Linked DNA regions of Gossypium hirsutum: region 1 is linked to region 2. A link is a contact called in public Hi-C data. All regions are on one chromosome and are shown on one strand. The core of a region is the stretch at or near the end of the contact, and the rest is flanking DNA. Distances in the headings are between cores, read along the strand shown. Region 1 holds the start of LOC107919871 (WPP domain-interacting protein 2). Region 2 has its middle 29 kb from the start of LOC107919830.

Region 1 (3,677 bases), core at 493-2,992, 78 kb after region 2:
AGAACAAAGGTAAAGCAGATACTTAAAACATGAACCACAAACCCTGCTTACGTGATGCTAGACTTAAAGCATAACAAGAATCATTTACCAGCTTTTCTTTCACTTTTCACAACCAGTCAAAGATCCTTACCTTGGCCTGCTTTGGGAGAGAAGGCTTGAAAGATATGAAATGGCTGCAGAAGGTAAAACATATACTTAAAACAGAATCACTTAAACCAAAAAAAAAAAAAGAAAACGAAGAAGCTAATTTCTTGTTCTTCAACATCAAATGTTGTAATTCTTTGAACATATTATTATCAGATGCATATACATATATACAAATCTGAGTACGAGTAACATAATATGGATACGATGAAGCATGCACGAAATAGAACGTGCAAAACAGAATAATAAAACAAAATCGAAGTAGAAATCATTTTCTGAATGAGACTTAAATTTACATTTCTTTTTTCATATAATTCTAGAATTTTCCTATCAACCAAACAGAGACTTAAAAAGAATCAATTATGATATAATACTCTTTAATAATTGCATGAACAGTTAGTAAACGAGATAGTGACAAACAAACAGAAAAACACAGAATTTCGATCAAAAACCGAAAATCAAAAGAAAAATAAAAAAAAACACTTTGATCAAAAACAGCGAAACAAGCTTCGATCTGCTAAAAAATACACTTAAAATCAAACAAAAAAAGCACGCACAGATCAGTGAGAGCAGAAGTGACATTTAGCATAAACAGGGGCCAAAATCTTTCTAACTATGGACAAGAAACCGATACACAAAACTATGGAGAAGAAAATATACCTTTCTAAAGCAAGTCTGTGAAGAAAGTCTGCTCAAGACAAGCCAAACAGCACAGTCAAACTAGTAGAAAACCCAAGCAAGATCTCAGACAAAAACAAGCAGAAAATCCCCAAATCAATTTATAAAAAGAAGAAGAAATCAAGGGGGGAAAAGGAGCCCGAAACCAAATCAAGGGAGAACGAAAGGGAGAAGGGAGAACGAAACCAGATCGGTGTAGAGAGGAGAAGGGAGAACGAGAGTGTAGAGAAGGGAGAACGCTGGAAAAATCGAAAAATGTCTTACTGATTCCAAATCGGTAAGACATTTTCCAAAATTAAAGGCTTCTTTTTCCCGTGTTTGTAATTGATTTTACGTGAGGAAAATATTTTTCTCCAATCAAACACTGGAAAATAGGGAAAACCAATTCCGGAAAATATTTTCCCCTATCAAACAGACCCTAAATTTGTGAATAAACTCTGTGATTATTGCTAAATGGAATACATGGGAAGTATATATATACACATACAGGAGAAGTAAATGCTACTAACTAATAACAAAGTCAGTTGTAATAGTCTAACTATCTCTAACAAAAATAAATAAAAAGATAATTTTAGAAATCATATATAAGTATCTAGCACAATTTCTTAATTCTCAATTGGACCAATTACATCAATTTAAAACATCAACAACTCTTTTTTTTAAATAATCTCATTACAGATTTTAGTCATATTTGCTCTTTTTGACACAATGTCTAGAATTACTCATAACTCTTCCGTAACCCATAAATAGAAAGACCCACGTCCTCCTGTATTAACAACAATATCCATGTGAATCAAAAAATATCACCAACTTTTTAACTCATAAATAAAAATTCCAACAAAAAATCATAATCCAACCTAAATAATAATAATAAAACCGTTACAATTTAAATAGATTTTGCATTGGCTTGGAAGAAAAAAAGAAAGATAATGGAGATTCTCGATATTTTGTACTTACTACACCAATTGCATTGCTTCTCGAGAAAATATATTTATATCTATAAATATATAAAACACTAAATCTAAATGACACTGTTTTTTTACTTAATAAAAAAAAATTGAGTAAAATCCTACCCTATATAACTGCAAATCTAACTACTGCCTAGGGTTTCCCATTTCCTTCACCCTTACCTTCTTCATCTTCGATTCTAGGCCTTTACTTCCGTTTCTCACAAACATATATATCTATGACACCATAAAAGGTACGACTTTTAATTGCATAGCTTTATTAATTACATCCTATTTTTTACTTTTTTTCTCACTTCTAATTCTTTAATGTGCTTTCATGATATGTATATTTATAGAAAAGTTAAGCTCATTTTCCTCTTTGAATTCCTTAATTTGTATTCGAAATTGATAATTAATTGATAATCCAATGATGGGTGAGTTTAGATTTTATTTCACTTCATTGACTTTTTTTTTTCCAAATTGAGGATGATAGCTGAGTTGATTTTCTTTTTTTCAAAATTTGGTTGATTTGGACATGGTTTTGTTGGAATGGTAGTTATAGTTCTCGATCCTGATCTGAGTAAATCTTGTACGAAACCCAATTTACAGTTATGGATTTGGGAAGCGAGTGTTCTGCGCTTGAATTGGTTGAGGATAATGAAGCCACTCAAAAAACAATACCTCATGTTGGTGATGATAAAATGAAGAATAATCACGGTGATGATTGCGAGAGTAAAAATAATGGATCATGCGCAATTGATAATCTGACTCAGAGGTCGGCCATCGATCAAACTGGCGATTCCGATGCTTTGACAGCTGGTAATCATGTAAAGGGTACTGCTGAGATTGTACTGCCGATGCATTCACCACCTCTTGTAGCAGGTAAATCCCCTGGTGGGTCATCTCCTCCTACCACCAAAGGGTATGGCTTGAAGAAATGGAGGCGGATCAAGAGAGACTTTGTTAAGGATTCCACCACCTCAATGGACAGCAGTAAAATATTGAAGCGAGGTTTGACCGGTTCTGCAAATCCGGATCCAAGTAAACCTCAACAGAGGGCATCACCTGAGATCAAGCAGAATCGTGCATCCCCTATTGGACCTGTGAATATGTTGAACACAAGTGTTGCTCCTGGATCCATGTTTGCTGTTGGAGCTGCTTTTGCTTCTGCCACAGACTCTGAAAATAGTGAGGACCGGAGTAGCAAGTCATCAACAGCAGCCAGTATGCCAAAGGTGAGATACGACCTGCCTGCAGTTTTGGGGTACATGCATGATAAAAACCAGATGAAGAATTTAGGTGGGAACATTGTGGGTAATTCAAGTCATAGAGTTCATCAGGGAAAGGGCCGTGCTGAAAGCAGTAAGAAGGCCAGAGGAGTAAGGATCAAAATCGAGAAGGAAAATTCTCATTCTAGTATGGAATCTGACTCAAGAAGCTCCAACTTTATCTTTACGCAGCATCCAATTGCTGTGACAAGTAATGGAAAGCAAAGTGGAAACCCCATGAATTATGATGGAGAAAATAGTGATGAAGCTCATGAAGACGACCACCAGATCAGTGAGGAAGTTCAAACTGTTTATAGGAAAGAAAATTCAGGTGATATTGAGGAACTTTCACCTGAAGATTTAGCTGCAGAATTATCTTGGGAGGACAAAGAAGAAAAAAGTGGGAATCACCGGCCTTCACCAGATCAAGACCCATTGGTCCAGTCTATTCTTGCTCTCCAATCTGTCCAGGAAGCCCTTGAAAATGGTGAGTGGGTATCCTCCTTACAGTTTTGGTAAACCTTCTCATGGTTTGTTTATATATTCTTACTACTCATTTGTACTGTATCCTATATTCTGCAAATCTAGCTTGATGATCCTCCTAATTGGTTCATATTTTACTTAGCTTAGTTATTTGAAA
Region 2 (3,918 bases), core at 2-2,501:
TTTCATGCACAAAAGGTGATAAATTAAATATTGAATGAAAGTTGTCATCCAAGCATTATTAGTCAATGCCCAATCTAGTCTTTCAAACGTACTTTCTCTTTGTCAAGTAAAGGAAGGACCATTGTATCTCAGATCTTGCAAATCACAAGAATAAACAAAATTACCAAAAAAAATTGCATCTCTTTCCAGTGGCACAGTAACTTTTTTATCATCAGGTGAGAGAATAGTATTGAAGTCACCCATTATTAACCACGGAGAGGAAATATGCAGTAACACAGATTTCAAACTATCCCAAAGTAGTCTTCGTTTCTTCCTATCAGGATTACCATAAACAAATGAGATAAAAATGGAATTAGTAGAAATAATATCATCAACATGAATGAGAATGAACTAAGGATGATTTTGGATAATCTGAATCTTAATGGGATCTTTCCAAACCACCCAAATGCCTCTTGAAAAGCCAACAGCTTCAACACAGTAAGAAAATTAAACCCCAATTTACCAGTAACATAATTTTCTTTTTTACTACTTATTCTCGGTTCCAACAAACATCATATATCCAGATTAAATTATACATTATATTCACGAAAAACTCAAAGAAATTTACTGCTAGCGCACCCTTGGCAGTTCCATGAAAAAAATTTTAATTTTAAATTCATAAAAAATTAAACGTTAAAAAAAATTAAAAAGAGAGATACAGTCTTCCTGTCCATGAGGATCAATTCAGGCTAGATGCTCCTTTAATCTAACAGAATCACCTAAGTTGATTTCCCCTCTGTTATTAGTCGAAATAATCTCAATCAAGTAGTTCATAGTCTCCCGTTCCCACCTCCGAGATTATCACCATTCCATTTTCCAGATTAGCGAACCACTGCCTTCTCCACAATTATTCCATTGTTCCCCTTGTCGTTAGAATCGATTTTTGAATCTTTGTTCTCCTTAAAAATCACAGTCGTGTGTTTGTTGGGGTCAAGGTTGTGGATCATCACCTCCGACGCAATACCCTTCATTCCTTCCATTGTTGAGCACGGAGCAAAATTAGATTCTAAAAAATCCCCGTCATTTCCATTAAATGGCTCAAATTCTGAATCAACAGTCTCATCATTCTTCATCGGATACTGTTTGATGATAGCAGCTTTGGGTGTCTGCTATCTTTCAAGTCCTATATAGCTTTGTTCACCTTAGAAAGAGGCATACCTTCAAGTGGGCCACATAGATCCAACCGCTCATTAGTTTCTTTTATATTCTTCCTAGACTCGCCATTTCCTGAATGATTACCATTAGCCAACCTGCTAGTCGCACCAAGCCCAACAGACAACCCACTAGCAGCTCCATTTTATCTCACCAGGCCAGCAATATTTTTAAAACCCAATTTATTAGGTGAGCCTTTGTCCACTAATTTACTTACCAGATGATCATTGCTTTGCCTTAAGGTTTCTTTTTTGGTGGTCACCATTCATTATTCCTTTCTCTTTATTACATCGACTGTCAATCACCTTAGTCTGATCACCAAAAGAAACCCTAGCATTTAGTTCCAACTCTATCAATACTTTAAACTAAAACATTCCCTTGTTCTTCGCTAGATTTTCAGCATTCAACTGCGGGAGATCCCTAGCCTTTCGCCTAGATTTCTTTTCCACTAACATCTACGACCCGTAAGTTTTGTCATTCTCCAACATCATGTTGATAGCCAAAATTTGGTGATAAACCAGTCAGCAGTGATTCATCTCCGGTGTTGTGTTCAGATGCCTTGAAGGTGCACTGTTCTTTAACATGTTCATTTCTTCCACACTGAAAGTAAACCACCAATCAAAATTCATATTCGAATTTTTGTACTTTGCTATTAATTAAAATTTTAGAAACCAGAGGCCTCTCCAAATTGATATAAACCGCCTTCCGGGCAAAACGGCCTCTTACTCTGTTATCAGTGTTCATATCCAATTTGGTAACTATCGAAATCATTTTTTAAAAATTGATGTTATTTTGAAAAATGGGATCGATTTTAAAAATGAAAAATGGGAGTCGCCACCGATTTTTTATTGAGGTGTGATCGGTTCACCATTAAAAATGATTTTGGTCTGCGAAATTTGAGAAAATAAGTTCGGGAGTCAGTTACACACGAGGAAGGGTTAGCACCCTCGTAACGCCCAAAATTGGTACCAAATTGATTGTTTAATGTCTTAGTGTCGAAACTTTGGAAAGATTTTAAAATACGATCTTTTGGTGAGAAAACTCGAATGAACTAAATTGAACGATAGGACGCACTTATTTCGAAGAAATAAATTGTCACACTCAGTGAGTTAGGGTGCTACAATTCAATCTTTGAAATTAAATTTGTCCTTTTTTTTAAAGAAAATCATGTATTTTTTTAAGGTTATTTGATTATTTAAGTCAATCGAGAAATCAGAATCCAGTAAGTTAGAGTTTAATTTTTCGAAATTCTTAAACATCAAATGTTGCCTTTATTTTAAAATCGAGATAACAAAATATCGTATCCAGTAAGTTAGGATCCAATATTTTGAAATCTTAAGAACTTTATTTTAACAATTGTATGGTTTTAATAAAATGAATACGTGATTATCTAAATTCATCGAGAAGAATTGAAGCCCGGTAAGTTAGGGCACAATTTTCTCGAGAATCGTAAATATCGAATATTTTTGACAATTAGCAAAATAAGATGATTTTTAAAAATTTAATGAAATCAGATTTTTTTTAAAAAAATAATGTGATGAGATATTAATGTACAACACGAAACAATAATTAATAAACTAAGTTTAGATTAATGATCATCAATAATTTATGAATACAAATAAACAATATAATACATGTACAAATAATAATCATATATCTCAAACCATGCAAGCATAATTATCAACATTAAAAAAAACCATAACATTAATAATTAATCTTTAAGTACCTAAAAAAACAAGAGAAGAAATGAAAATCAATGAATTACGAACATCAAAATTTAAAAGAAATATATATGAATTTGTATTAGATTCCAAATAAAGTTAATAAAACATACACTATATAAATAATAGTTTTAAGATTTACAAAAATAAAGTATGTGTATATATAAATGAATTCGAAAGAAAATATATAAATAAATCTAAAGGGAAATTTAAAGGTAATAACTAGAATAGTATGAAATCAATGAGATATATATAATAAAAATAATTTAATATAAATTATATATGTATATATATAAATAATATTGTATAAAAACATTTTTTGTATTAATCTTTAAAATAAATAAATATAAATAAAGTAAATTCCAAAATTATATCATAGAATAGGAACACCAAAGAATATATATAAAATTTAAAATATATAAAAAGGGTAATAAAGTTAAATAATACCAATATATTAAATCTCAAAATAATGATTTATAATAAATTTAAAAAAACATAATATATAATAAATTATGCTATTATTAATAATATATTATTAATCAATGTAAACTAAAGCAACCATACCGAACAATTAAAAAAAACTTAAAACATTAATATGAAATAAAATATATAAAAATAAAGAGTTTGATTTGTAAAACAAGATTAGATTTAAAATAGATGCATTTATGGGATGGAAAATTAAAAAAGAATTTAATGCATTACTGGACCAAGGTAAAACAAATAGCAAAATACAGAACTAAATTTAAAAGGTAAAAAAACGATAAAAAACATCAGAAAAATATGGATTAATCATGGCCACTGCTCAGGCTCTGAACGACGTCGTTTCTTTAGTCAAATAAAGACTAAATTAAGCATAAAATTAGCAGACATTTGAAACTCACAAATCAACCCTAAAAAAAAACCTAATCTCTTCCCCTCCGTGCTCCGTTTCAGACTCAGCCACTTAAAGGCTCTCCAATCCCACGCCCGATCTCCAATTACGACGAAGAGGACGAGGATTCGGCTT

What was found. Hi-C and Micro-C count contacts between places; a contact is called where the count stands out from the background.
Region 1: a contact with region 2 is called in a Hi-C map of leaf, with 3 times the contacts expected there. The contact joins the promoter of LOC107919871 here to the enhancer-like site in region 2. A contact is called at or near these places in 6 of 34 Hi-C or Micro-C datasets (callus and leaf).

Annotation. Positions count from the first base shown.
Region 1 is chrD13:46,856,893-46,860,569 of Gossypium_hirsutum_v2.1, forward strand. It overlaps LOC107919871 (WPP domain-interacting protein 2), which reads left to right and starts at 1,743. Exons shown (of 3, transcript XM_016849276.2): 1 at 1,743-2,023; 2 at 2,379-3,524. The coding sequence starts at 2,381.
Region 2 is chrD13:46,778,945-46,782,862 of Gossypium_hirsutum_v2.1, forward strand. No RefSeq gene overlaps it. Among protein-coding and RNA genes, the nearest start is that of LOC107919830, 29 kb to the right of the region's middle. Within about 2 kb of position 1,252, at least 9 of the 9 cell types and tissues checked have an H3K27ac peak or open chromatin away from gene starts, as enhancers often do. A contact at or near this core is called in leaf, where this site is marked.